2 separate regions of the Mus musculus genome follow, and region 1 is linked to region 2. Evidence: chromatin contacts called from public HiChIP or PLAC-seq data. All regions are on one chromosome and are shown on one strand. The core of a region is the stretch at or near the end of the contact, and the rest is flanking DNA. Distances in the headings are between cores, read along the strand shown. Region 1 overlaps Gm39767 (a long non-coding RNA gene). Region 2 holds the start of Mastl (microtubule associated serine/threonine kinase-like).

What was found. HiChIP or PLAC-seq counts read pairs in DNA pulled down with a chosen protein or histone mark.
Region 1: a contact with region 2 is called in an H3K27ac HiChIP or PLAC-seq map of thymic regulatory T cells, with 9 times the contacts expected there. The contact joins the enhancer-like site here to the promoter of Mastl in region 2. A contact is called at or near these places in 3 of 39 promoter capture datasets (the 3T3-L1 cell line, cranial neural crest and hippocampal neurons) and 3 of 115 datasets of contacts at active chromatin or transcription factors (astrocytes, cardiomyocytes and thymic regulatory T cells).

Annotation. Positions count from the first base shown.
Region 1 is chr2:21,954,822-21,961,978 of GRCm38.p6, forward strand. Gm39767 (a long non-coding RNA gene) reads right to left here. Exons shown (of 6, transcript XR_866004.1): 2 at 4,082-4,299. Among named protein-coding and RNA genes, the nearest start is that of Gm39767, 5.8 kb to the right of the region's middle. Within about 2 kb of position 3,725, at least 68 of the 459 cell types and tissues checked have an H3K27ac peak or open chromatin away from gene starts, as enhancers often do. A contact at or near this core is called in thymic regulatory T cells, where this site is marked.
Region 2 is chr2:23,151,071-23,157,613 of GRCm38.p6, forward strand. It overlaps Mastl (microtubule associated serine/threonine kinase-like), which reads right to left and starts at 4,954. Exons shown (of 12, transcript NM_025979.4): 1 at 4,609-4,954; 2 at 1-55. The coding sequence starts at 4,791. Yme1l1 (YME1-like 1 (S. cerevisiae)) reads left to right here and starts at 5,435. Exons shown (of 19, transcript NM_013771.5): 1 at 5,435-5,661. The coding sequence starts at 5,629.

The DNA.
Region 1 (7,157 bases), core at 2,475-4,974, 1.2 Mb before region 2:
CTGTAACAAAATACCTGAGACAAGTAACTTGTAAAGACAAATATCTATTTGGCTTATAGCTTGTGACATTCAAAAGCATGGTGCTTATACTGGCTGAGTTATAGTAAGGGTAGCTCTAAAGATAATCTCTTATGCACTTTATGGAAGCATCACCTACCAATAAAAACTGATGGCCTATTAGCAAAAGGCAGGAAGTAGAGTGTGGGAGTTCTGGTAGAAAGACTAGAACTCTGAGAGATAGTCAGAGGCAGGGGATTCACCGTGGACTCTGAGGAAGTCAGATTCATGAAACTGAGGAGAGATAACTAGCCACTATTTGGTAAACATAGAATAGTTTAAAGCTTTTGAGTACAAGCTAGTCAAGAAACAAGCCAAAGCTTATGGCATAGGCATTTATTCATAAATAAATAAGCCTCTAAGTCATTATTTGAGAACTGGGGAGCAGATTGAAAAGTTGCAGGCTACAGATAGCAGATACGGGCACTTCATGAACAGTCTGCATTCAACAATGAATATTCAACCAAGAATACCTGGAGACATCCAAACCAACCAAAACCATAGAGATGAGGAAGGGTTAAGAATGGGCAGAAAAAAAAATGTTTTCAGGAATGTTTTCTGTAAAAGGAAACAAATTTGATGAAACACTAGTGTAAGTGAGAGAGAGCAGGAGGAAGGCCTTCTATTCATTTCTTAGAAGGAGAATCACTACTGAAGAACAGAGAGGAGATTCAGTGCACAGTATAATGACTGACCTAAGAGGACACTCTTTATGCGGATGGGGAATGGGTTGAGCTCCCACCCAGCATCCGTGGAATGTGCACGGTGAAAGCAGCTCACTACTCAGTCCCTTATGCAGAAGACCTGTAATAATGGTCATGGAATCCTATTTGAATAAGAAGGGAAGTGGGCACTGGAGGGAGATGCAGACCAGGTAACCATAACATGAATAGACTGGGAATCCTCTCTGACTGGAACCCCGCAAATTGCGCAGGGAATTTTAAATGCAATAGGATCATTAACACTGCATCTTTCTTGAGGATAAGGATAAAGACAGAAAATCGCCTTTCTCCTTCTTTTTCTTCCCCTTATCGATTTCTCTTTCTTCTCTACTTCCTTTTAGAAAAAGTACATGTACTAACACATGCTCTGTGAATAGACTACCTTCAGAGAAACGCATGAACCAGTAAACATGAAGCTCTCTGGAAAATGCTTACAACCTCAGCCAGACTACAGACTACAGAGGACGGTTAATTGGTGGTGGTGTTTTAAAATAAAAGTTATTTTAAATAGGGGAAAATTAATTGTGAAAAATTCAGGCAAACTACCATACAGTTTTCAGCAAAAGGAGAGATTCAATCAAACAAAATGCACCTCGTGAAGTCAAGAGCAGATTACTAAATTGCTTAAATTCATTTCCATCTCCACATGCAGGCACAGCCTGAGTCACAGCTCAGTCCAAAGCTGGGTGCTTATGAAGGCAAATTATCTGTCTTGGGTCAGCAGGGTTCCATTGCACATAGAGCCACCGCAATTTTAAAAGTGCTAAAATTCTACAGCATTTCAGTATGTGTCCTAAGCCAGAAAGAATTTGCCATGATATAAATAGGGCCCAGGAGAACCCTATTAAATCTGCAGCATTGCAGGAAACACGAGGGCAAAGCAGTGCATGCTGTTCATCTGGCTTTTCCCAGCTATGGCATGCAATTACACATGGTAAGGGACAGCTTGGAGAGGCTCACACATCTAGCTACACATCTGGTCAGGGTTGGCCTTAGGAATCACTCTTTTCAACCTTTGTACTCATCCTGTGTGCTTAATTCAGCTACTTGTCCTTGAGTGAAGCAAGCACAGAAGAGACACTTATGGAAGGGAAATAATATACTGTATACTGGTGTTTAGAAGTATGTACAGAATGATCTGTCATGCTGTGATGTTCCCCAGTAGCCTGTGTATGTGTCATAAACATACTATTCCTCTGGGAAAATGGATGCTCCATTTACTCTGCTTGGATTTGTGTGTGTGTGTGTGTGTGTGTGTGTGTGTGTGTGTGTGTGTGTGTGAGAGAGAGAGAGAGAGAGATAGAGAGAGAGATAAAGACAGAGACAGAGAGTCAGAGACAGAGCACTGTATCTCATAAACCTATATGAGTAGTTATATGCTGAGATTTTAACAAATTAACTATAGCACATTAGCGCATGCACCAGGGAAGCAGATCTTCACCTTTCCCTCTGGCCCACTAAGTCCAATTTCCCATACTCCTCCTTCTTAGGTAGCAGACCTTCACCTGTGTTTGTTCTGACTCTCTGTCCCTATTCTATGGCACTAACTACATCCTGGTGGAATGTTCTCCTTTACTCTCTCCTGTGGAGCTGCTCAGTCCCCCACCCCAAACCATCCCCATTTAAGTGTCAGCTCCCAATACCAGAAACACATTTCACCAGGGAAGCACAGTATCCACAGAAGAATTTCCTATCAGGCAACACACAGCCACCACACTCTCCTAAGAATAAGAGGGCAACAGAAAACAAAAGGAAAAAAATCCACCTAACAAAGAGAAGACCAAATATCAGCACCTTGAACTACAATCTTCCAAATCCTAGATACTTACAATCCAGAATGAAAACACATTCATTAGCATCTAGGATGATAAGTCTCCTTTGAAGCCCAGCAACCCCAACACAGCAGACCCTCAGTATTCCAACATAGCTTAAAAACAAGAAAAAGACCTTGAAACAGCCTTTATGAATATAATGAGGTACTTAAAGAGGGAACAAATAAACCCCTTTAAAAAATCATCTGCAACACAGCAGTGGAAGGAAATGAAAAGAACAGTTCAAGACCTGAAAGCAGAAATAGAATCAATTAAGAAACCCAACTGAGGAAAATCTGGAAATGAATAAATTTAGGAATTTGAGCAGGAAGCTCAGAGGCAAACCTCACTAGAAGAATATAAAAGATGGAAGAGAGAGTCTCAGGCATTCAAGACACAGCAGGAGAATAGAATATATTGGTAAAAGAAAATGTTTAAACTCTAAAACTCCTGGCACAAAATATCCATGAAATATTGGACACTGTGCAAAGGCCAAATCTAAGAATAATAGGCATATAGGAAGGAAAAGAAACACAAGTCTAAGGCTCAGAAAACATTTTTTTAACAAAAATCATAGAATAAAATTCTCATGATCTAAAGAAGGAGATGCCTATCAAGGTACAAGAAACATACAGAACACCAAATAGCTCAGACTAGAAAATAAACCCACGTTAGCACATAATAATCAAAGCACTAACTGTATAGAACAAAGAGAGAATATTAAAGCTCCAGGGGAAAAATGACCATGGCCCAAGAGTTACACTTGACATCTCACTGGAGACTCTGTAAGCCAGAGGGACTGGGTAGATGTTCTACAAATTCTAAGATACCACAGATGGCAGCCCAAGCTACTATACCTAGCAAAAGAAAGCTATTTTGTTTGTTTGTTTGTTTGTTTGTTTGTTTTTCTGACTTGACAGCAAAAGCCTGGCACTTTAATTGCCTCCTACTCTGAATTCTTTACACATCATACAGATTCTGCAAGGGCATCTATTGGGCTCATTTTATCTCACAGTCTGTTCTATGTAAGGTTCAAGGTGAGCAGTGGATTTTGGTAACTCCCTTGTTTCTGATCAGCAGTGGCTCTTTGTCTTGTTTTCTTTCTGTGCTACATAGAATTGACCACTTGAGTGCAGCATTGAGTTGGCTTGAACTAAACTACTGTCACCAAGCAAGCGATCTGAACTCTGAAGGAGCTGACAGACAGGAAATGAATAATTCTCCACGTACGTCACTGTCTCAAAAATGACAGTGGGCTTTGCTACAGAAATTTATTTAAAAGCAGAACACCCTTGTGTGCCCCTTGTGGGAGCTTTTGACAATAAATGACTTGTTTTTTGATAGTTTTAAGAAGAAAACTCACATAGCAAATCGGAGTCAATGCACAAGCCACAATGGAAAGCAAGATTAGCTCTGCATTTGTTCATGATATGAAAGGGCACATCTGTTCTGGTGACCAAACATTCCCTCAGTCCTTAGGGTTCAACATACCTGAAGGAAAACGTTCCGTAAGTCAGATTTTCTCAACAACAGGTTGATAGCTGTGTTTTACTTAGTCAAGCAGTTTCCTGAAATGCCCAGTGCACTGTACAGATGCTGCAGTCTCCCAAGATTCCAGCGATGGCTGCAAATAGAGGCTAAGATGGTCTACTGAGCTCAAAGCCATGCCTCTGCAGGAATCTGACAGTCAAAACCAGAGTCCTACTGCTCTGTAAAACAAAATGGAGCCTGATGTTCCAAAAGCTGGGAAAGAACCAGAACCAGCCCTGGGAAGGACATTGTTCTTCAGAACCTTAGCCTTGTCTCTACTTTTCTCCAGGATCTGAAAAATAGAGTATGTTTTAATAGTTGGTGTCTCCTGAAACTCCAATGGAAATGTGTAATGAGGGATGGGAGTTTCTCTATAATTCTAAATTCTGTTTACCTAGTCTCTGGTTTATTATAAGAGTGTTTACGACTCATTTGCTAATCCAGTAGACATCCTCTGAATATCTAGCATGTATCCAGCACAGAGGAGACAAAGATGAAAGAGAGATTGAGGCTGTGTACTAAAGAGTTCCACAGTATAGGGAAAACAAAACATACACCTGAAAATAACTATAAACGTGCTGATTTCATTCAGGCTCTGACACCATTATCCTTCTACAGATTATTATTGTGTAATAATAACTAAATTATGCTTCAGAGGGTAATCTCAGAGAACAGAGGTCTAATTTTCTGGATGAGAAAGGTGCATTCCAGGGTATAAGGGTTGTGGTCACATAGTTGGTGTAAAATCCACAAAAGGAGTTGGATCATTTCCACTGACAAGAATATCATTCCAGAATGGAGGACTGTTGCAGAGATACACTGCAGCCTGCATTTCCCTGGAAACTCTAAGTGCTCAGTGGAAACCTTTAGTAGATAGGTGTTTATTGACCTTATTTTAAGATTTCTCCTGGCTTCCTTTGTCTGGACATGTCTCACCACTACGTTCTGTACTGCTTAGTCTCTGAGATTCTTAGTGGGCCACAGAGGGCCCTGACTTTTCATTGGCACCCAGTTTCCTAAGCTTTGGTGCTGGAACTTGGTTTTGGACAGATTAGTAAACATTTGCACTAGCGTATGAGAATTCAACCCTATGTAATTTTGCTTCCTTACTATGCCCAACCAACATCATTTCCCTATCTACATTTAACAGCATTTCTCAAAAGTCAGTGGGAAAGCTGATACCTCATGCTGGACAGGTTTAACAGCAGCACTTGTCAATTTCCAGGCTATAAACACTTTCACCATGGGCGCTCTCAGGCTGCCCATGTTTCAGTGGGGAGCTGTGGGGAAAACATGCAGCAGAGAACAGCTTCACAATGGTCACTCCAGGGCAGCTTCTGCAGACTGCTGCCCGGGTGAAGAAGGAGACTCAGCAATGACCTGCACTATTCGCCCTGACAGGCACACCTTCCTGTGGTGATATGAAGAGAAACACAAGGTGTCTCTTGTGGATTCAGTTTAAAAAATTAATTAATTAATTAATTATTGGCCAGTATTTAGGCTAAGTGAAAGGCAGCATTTCACATTGTTTAGAGTAGAGAGAAAACCACAAAAATATAAAATTAGCTTGCTAAATTAAAAAGACACAAAAGAAAGGAGGCAAACAACTGTGATCACCTTGTAATTAGAATTCTGTAACACCTTCTCCCTTCCAGGCACCTTTGTGAACTTAATAGCAGAACTCCCAGGTAAGATTATTGATGGGAGTGTGGCTGAAAAACAATAGATCCCTAAAAGATTTGAACCTACAAACTCTGATCATTATATCAGGGGCTTAGAGGGGGGTTTGTTTCTCTAAAATTCATATGCATAAATCCTAAGTCCTAGCTGACATTGTTGGGAGATGGCATCTTTGTAGTCAAGTTCTTAAAAGTAGAGCCCACACAGCTGGGGCTATTGGGTCCTTATTGGGGGTGGGAGGTTGTAGTCTGGCCTTCATGTGAAGACACCTCAGGAAGACCCCACTCTGCAAGTCAGAAAGTGCAGGAGGTGCTGCCCAAATGCCCCTTCATCTTGACCTAGAACACAGAAGTGTAAGAAGTTGAATGTTTGCTGTTTAAGATGACCAGTCTTTGGTTATTTGTTATTGCAACTTGAACAAAGACTATAAGTATTGATCAAGCACCCATTTCTAGATAACTACATATTTAGAATTTCAGGGGAAAAAAAAAGACTCAAATAATATAAAAACCAAAACTAAAGTTGTTTTCTATGAAAATGATGCAGTAATGTCAATGCTCTGCTCTATTCCCTGGCCAAGAGTCTGGAGCTGTAGAGAGAGCAAGGGGAACATAGTATATTTCTGAGCAGATCAGATCCCAGGCCGAAGTAGGCTCAGCTGTTCTAGGACAAACCTTTTGCCACTGCTCAGAGGAGATTTATTCTGTAACAGAACACTGCTTTTGCCAGCCCAGCCAGAGTCAGCCCAGAAACCACAGTTCACAAACACCAGGTGTGGCCTTTCATATTAACTCAAGACCAAGGAGAGTCTTCATTTACATCCTTGCAGACTCTGCAGGGGGAGGGTGGCAGATAGTTTCAGGCAATCCCTTCTGCAATGCCATCTTTGGAGGACCAGGTCTGTACTTCAGTAACTTTCTTATGAGAGTTTCATAGCCATCAAAGAAATCATGTCTCATAGCATCCCTCAGAAGGCTCATACAAAGTCCACACACATGCTCTATGTCCATGGCCACATGATAGCTGCTACATTACTTTCTGAATAACCCAAGAAATTTGTGTTTACATTTAAATTGCATTTCTAAACAGGGCTTCCTGATTTTTGTTGTCTATATTAATAACATCAAATAGTTTGATGTAAGGAGGTTTGCTTTATCCTGCATGCCCAGTCTGTATAAGGATACTTCCATGAAAGGCAGCTAAGTTTGGGGACTGTGTAAGCATGTCTGTGTACTGGATGCTTGGTCTCTTATGTGGAAGTGTAGATGTGCTGGGGGTACCACATGGTAATTAGTCATGGAGTATCTACCTTGGGTGATAGCTAGTTTCCCTGGGGAACACATTTAGAAAAATACTC
Region 2 (6,543 bases), core at 3,704-6,203:
CAGCTTGTACCTGATGAGTCATATTTTTATTGATCATGTCTGCCTTTTTGACAACCTATAATAGATAACATGACAAGAGACACATTTACTCTCATTAAAACATGTCCAGAAGTTTCAAAGTCGACATCATAAAAACACTAAGAGAGAGAAAATATACAGATGCCATTTAGATCTGACTGACATCAGGAAACTGCCAGAAAAATATTTCAGATGGTGAAACAAGTTAAAAAACGTTTTCAAGAAAGCACTGTGTTGGAATTTGGCAAAGTACCATGCACTTCAGAAAGAAAATGAATTAATGCCTGACAGATCTGTATGTTTGTATGAAAATTTCATTGTAACAAAGTCAAAAGATAGTAACGTTTCTAATAAGCCCATCCAATAACCAGTTAGTTAATTAAGTGAATATTAATATATGTTTACATGTAAACATACACATATATATTTTACCTTCCCATTCTTAGGAACAGAGTAAAAATGTCAGGGGCTGGAAAGACGGTTCAGTAGTTAAGAGTGTGTATTACTCTGCCAGAAGATCCAAGTTCTTCTCAGCAGCCACATTAGGAGGCTAACATCTGCCTGTGACTCCTGTTCCAAGAAATCTAGAACACCTTGACCTCCATACACGTGATGCACACTCACATACATATGATTACTCTCTGCTAGATGGGAATAGAGTAAAAATGTTGGGGGCTGGATTCAGACTGCTGAATGCTTAAAATACCTTGCTTTTATAGAGGACCTGAATTTAGTTCCCAGCACCTATATGGTGTCTCACAACCATTTGTAACTCTACTTCCAGGGAATCCAACATCCTCTTAAAGCCTCCTTGTGTACCAGACATACACATGGTACACATATATATATAGTCAGCCAAAATGCTAATGCATAAAGAAATCTACCCCATTTTTAAGGTTGGAAGCCTGTTTATTTCATGAATGATGAGAAATGGTCATTCTGGCAGAAGACTGTAATATCAGTATTTGGGAGGCTGAGGCAAGCCTGGACCACAGAACAAGATTCTAATCTTAAAAAAAAACTCACAAATTAAATTCTGCCTTACAGAAACATCTTAACTATATCACCATCCTTATGTATCTGAGGCTGGCTTTGAATTTAATATACAGCTGAGGCTGCCCTTGAATTCCCAATTCTACCACATTCACTTCACAAGTGTTGGGAGTACAGGTGTGTGCCATCATATCCGGCCAAATTACACCTTTTAAGTTTCAAGGTAAACTGGCTTAGAAACAAAACTATATGCTAAAACTGGAGCATTAAATGACATAGTAGCACTGGGATTATAGAATTCTCAAAGAATTAGTGAAATATATTTAAAAAAAAACTGCAATTCTTGCCACCTACAACAAGCAGTAGAGCTGGTCCCAAGGCCATGAGAGCCCTGGGTAGCACAACAGAGCTGGCCCTGGTGGTGTGGGGCGGGTAAGCCACTTCAGAAGGCCTGAGAGTGAGAGAGCTGGCTCTGTTCTCTTGCCAGTCTGGGCAGTAGTTGAGCTATCCACTACTTGGGGCAGTGCTGGAGAGTCTGTCCTGGTCATGTGGGTGTGGGAGAGCTGCTGGGCTAACCAGCTAAGCTACCACCCAAATCTGGATTTTGAGTTGTCTCACCCCAACATCTACACCACCTATGAACTGCTGTAGCATGTGAAGGGACTGGTCTTACAGATTAAAAACTGCAGGATTTCCATGACACAGGGCAGCAACAGGATATATCCAAGAGAGGTCCTGGTGAAGATCCAATATTGATAGTGTAGCAGAAGCCAAAGTCCTCGAAATGACCATTTGTAAGTAAAAAGTGTGGGAAAAGGCTATACTGTGGGACACACTACAGCTTCCACAATGAGATGTTGTTTGTTTTCTTTTGGAGGGTTGGTGCAATGATGGAAGGTGGGTATAAAGGGATGGGGAGAGGAATATGGGATTGGCATGCATGATGAGAAACTCATAAAGAACAATAAAAAATACTGGAATGTTTATTACTACCATAAGAAAAAGGCACTCATTAAAGTATTTAATAAAATGATAAATACATGACACATTTTAGCTTTACCTCCTTTCCTTATGAAAACCAAGGGAAAGACTAGGGATGTAGATCAGCGGTAGACCACTAACCTAACAGCGGTAAAGCCCCAGGTCTCTCTCTCCCAGCAATGAAGAGAGATTAACAAATCAAGCCAACAACATGATTCTACCTATCATCTCACTGGCAGAAGCTCTATGAAGCTTATGAGGTGGTACCATGCCAAGGTACCCAAAATATTTTCAGGAGAGATTAACTGGTGTTTTCGTATCAATAATTAATGACTGCTTGAGGTGTTAAGAGAAGGAAAAGCAAATATCTCAGCAACATACAAAGTAACAATTTCAGTGAGTTGAGTTTGGAAAATCAGAGAAGGTTTCCCGGGAATTAAGTAAACCTCAAAACAAAACAATGGCTGAAAAGCCTAGAAAGGTAGAACAAAAGCAGTTAAGAAGGAAGCAGGATAAACTTAAGTCCTGAGGTGTGGAAATAAGTCATGGCTTTGAGGGACCAGTTAGTTGCCTGGATGTTGCTTTAATATAGGTTAGGTGGAAGATAAAGTAGAGATCAAGGGCCAAAAATTGGGAATCTGACTGAATTTTTAAGGACCCTGGATTTTGGCCTGCAAACTGCAACCTAAAGAATGGATTAAAGTAAAGTTAATGATTCTAGTTAGGAAACTACTCCAACCAACTAAGTACAGAAATTCAAGCCGATGAGCCTCAAACCACCAGGCAAATGAAAAAGGAGGAGGAGGAGGAGGAGGAAGAGGAAGGAGAGGAAGAGGAAGAGAAGAAGAAGAAGACATCAAAGACCATACATTGTATGATTCCATTTATGTGAACTATCCAGAAAAGGCAATCTTGCAGAGATAGAAGGTGAGTTGGTACATAGGGCTTGTTGGTACATGCCTGTAGTCGCTTCACTTAGGGGATGGAGCCATACGTATCAGTAATTTAAGGCTTGTCATGCTCAGTTCCATCATATGTCTGAGGCTATTTGGGACTGTCAAAGAGAGACAGAAAACAGAGAGAAGAGGGATAGTAGTTACCTGCTGACATATTAAGGGAAGAGGTACTGTGAATAGGCAAAAAGGTAATTTTTTGGGCTATGGAACTATTCCTTAAAACTGTTTTTTTTTTTTAAAAAATTCATTTATTTATTATATGTAAGTACACTGTAGCTGTCTTCAGACACTCCAGAAGAGGGCATCAGATTTCGTTTAGGCTGGTTGTGAGCCACCATGTGGTTGCTGGGATTTGAACTCAGGACCTTTGGAAGAGCAGTCGGCGCTCTTAACCACTGAGCCATCTCACCAGCCCCTAAAACTGGTTTTCAATACTATTTAATTTACAAAAGTCATCACTGAACAAGTAAGTGGGGAGAAATCCACTTGTGAATGAAAAAAGCAAAACAAAACAAAAACAAAACATTTTTTTCCAGAGGGACAACAGGAACAAAGGGTATGTGGTGTATTGATGAAATATATAAGGGCAACTCAAGTTTCTAGCCTGAAGGGTAGAGGTGACATTGGTACTATTAAAGGGAAAGAAGCAAAGGAAGAGGTCATTTAGGTAGTCAGGTGAAGGGGCTGCTTATCTTAACTGTGTGCTAGTCTCCAAGCACTGGGTACCAGGAATCTGAGCCAGCCAGTAGCCTCCTTTGTCATGTTTACAATGTAATGTTCTCATTACAAAGTAGTAATGAGAAGCTAGGGTGGACAGAACAATTTTAAGTGAACACTGACTGTTTTTACGATCACATATAGATAAGAAACGCTTGATTTAGGACACATTTCTTTCTACTTGCTCTATAATAAATGAACTTACAGCTTACGTATCACGATGGAAATCTTGAGAAGCAAAAATTTTGGTTTTGCATCACTTGCTCCTGCTTATCAAAGAGCTGGAATTAAAGCATCATCGGAAAGTGACCATTACAAACGTAATCAAAGTACCGAAGTTAATCCAGGTGAAGCTCAAGTTAGTAAAAAAGCAAAACAAACTCACAATCCCGGTGATACTTTAAATAAATAATACTACAATTAAAAACTTTCACAATATAAATTGTGTCACAGAAAATTCGAATATAATGCAGCTTCCTTTTGGTAAGAGTGAGATTTGAACTGTCTACAAACCAATCTTGTTTGTGATAGCAAGATTTCGGCTATTATGTATGTCAAACAAGGAAAACATAACCAACAAGTACTTAAGGCCGTTTTGATTTGAAACATGACTCAGGAGTCATGGGTGTGGCTTCAAGCCTCTGCCTTCAGTCGCAGTTTTCTCATTTGTTAACAATGGCCAGGGCACAGTTGGGTAAGTTTTGCTATTTTCACTGGGTTAATGATTCTCAGTATACAGAGAAGGGCAGGGCAAGGGAAAGGACAGACACCTGCTCACTGCAGTCTGCCTAAACGCCCACAGTCAACAAGCAGGACTGTGCAGGCTTCTGTAAGCCGGGCATTCCAGGCTAGTGGTACAGCAGCTCCAGAGTTTGTTCAACAACTCAAAAGGGAGGTCCGCGAGGGAGGACCATTTAAGACCTTCTCGCTTCTGACTGCCTACCTTCACTGCGTACAACTTGCCGCCTTTCTGTCCCAGGTACACTTTCCCGAATGCACCACGGCTAATGGGCTTCACTATGGTGAACTCCTCAATGGAGGGTGGTCTTGGTACCGGGATCCTACTCACGCACTCCTCTATCGCCGCACCTCCTTCATTCTCCTCACTTGCCGAGGCGGACTCCATTGCTGCACAGCTCGCCCTGCAGCAGCAACTCCCGCCAGCTAGATTCAAAAGGTTTCGCCTACGCCGGACGCCTCCCGTGACGTCACCGCGCGTCTGCGCTCTGCCGGCTCCCTGTAAGCAGGCATCGACGGGTGGGGGCCGGCGGCACTGCTGGGCGCAGTCTGCGGAGCGCTAGGCGGAGCCGGCGGCGCTGCCGGAAGGGGCGCTGGGCGGGGCTCAGCCGCGGATACACGGGCTGTTTTTGTGACGAGGCAGTGCATTCTGGCCAATGAGCAAGGGACTAAGACTTTATGTAGTCTGGTGGGGTCCTTCCGAGTCTCAGTCAAGATCTGCAGTTCTCCCTCCCTCCGCATGAGCTAGAAGCCAGGCCGACTGTTAAGTAAAGCAATGGCTAGGGATGATGTGTGGAAGCTAGCGAAGCCACAGAATGTGGAGAGCCTGGGTGAGCGTTAAGTGCGTTTGACCGCGTACTGAATTCAGAAACAGAGTAGGAGCGACTAGAAGAACATCCAATTTATTGTGGAGGTGGTGATAGGAACCTCGAAAAACCACCCCAAAGTGACAGAGTCCCCGGAAGAGGCGGAGCGCTGACGGGCGGGGGCGGGGTGAACGCGGAGGCTTGCTCCGGAAGCACTGTACCTATGGTCTTCCGGGGCAGATGTCGTCGTAGCAGCTGTCGGGAGGGGAAGCCATTTTTTCGTTTCTGGGAGGAGTAAGGGAGAAACTGGGAGAAAAGCAAAGAGAAATAAAGAGAAAATAAAAGGGCTCAGCCCCTTTCCTCGGAGCTGAAGCTAAGAAGCAGTTTCGGCTGGCCGGTAAGATCTCGAGGGCCCGGAGATGTTCTCCCTGTCGAGCACTGTGCAGCCTCAGGTGAGCCCAGCATTCAGGCGTTTTCCTGCGTCCCTTTTGCGACTTTTCCCCGGATGCTGTAGTAGAATCGGTGTTTCTGAAGCAAAATTAGTGAGGGAAGCGACGAACCCTGTTTGAGTCGCAGGCTGAAAAGGAGATCAGGGGACAGTGCTGAGACTATGACCTGACACTAACCGTGGTGAACATCACATAGCGTATCCACTGGCTTGCACAGAATTTCTGTTGACAATTCAGGGACTGTTTAGGGTTGGACAGTCTGAGATGGGGATTTGTGAAATCTGCGAGAAAGGTAAAGAAGACAGTGTTCTTTCCATCCATCTATTTCTGATTACCCTTTTTTCCTTTCAAGCCGAATTTAGTTCAAACATACTCTAATAATTCGAATAGCATCACAATTTCTTTCTTTCTGGGTAGAATTAACTTGTGCACATTTTTGAATCATTAGATTCTTGCAATTAAATTTTAAACATTTTTTAAAAAATCAGGACCCAAATTATGTTAATTTTTCCTTGTTTCATTAAAATTTGTTTTCTTTTTGGGGGGGAAGGTGTTAACAATGTTTAATTAATTAATTAATTATATTTTATTTTTTGAGGCGAGGTTTCATTGTCTATCTTTGCTGTCCTAGTCCTTATTATGTCCAGGCTGGCCTCCTAAGTGTTGGGATCATGGCTCCCACCACCATCACACCAGATGCACCATCAACTTGTCTTGAGGATTATTCCTTGGGAGGCAGGCAGAGAATCTAGAGATGTTACATAGTGAGACTTGTCTCAAAAGACTGCCCCCCCAAATGTTCGTTACATCTTACTACCTGCCTCTTTTTGTGTTCCTATGGAATTGGTAGACTAATGGAGAAAGGAATTGCTTAGCTGCTACTTA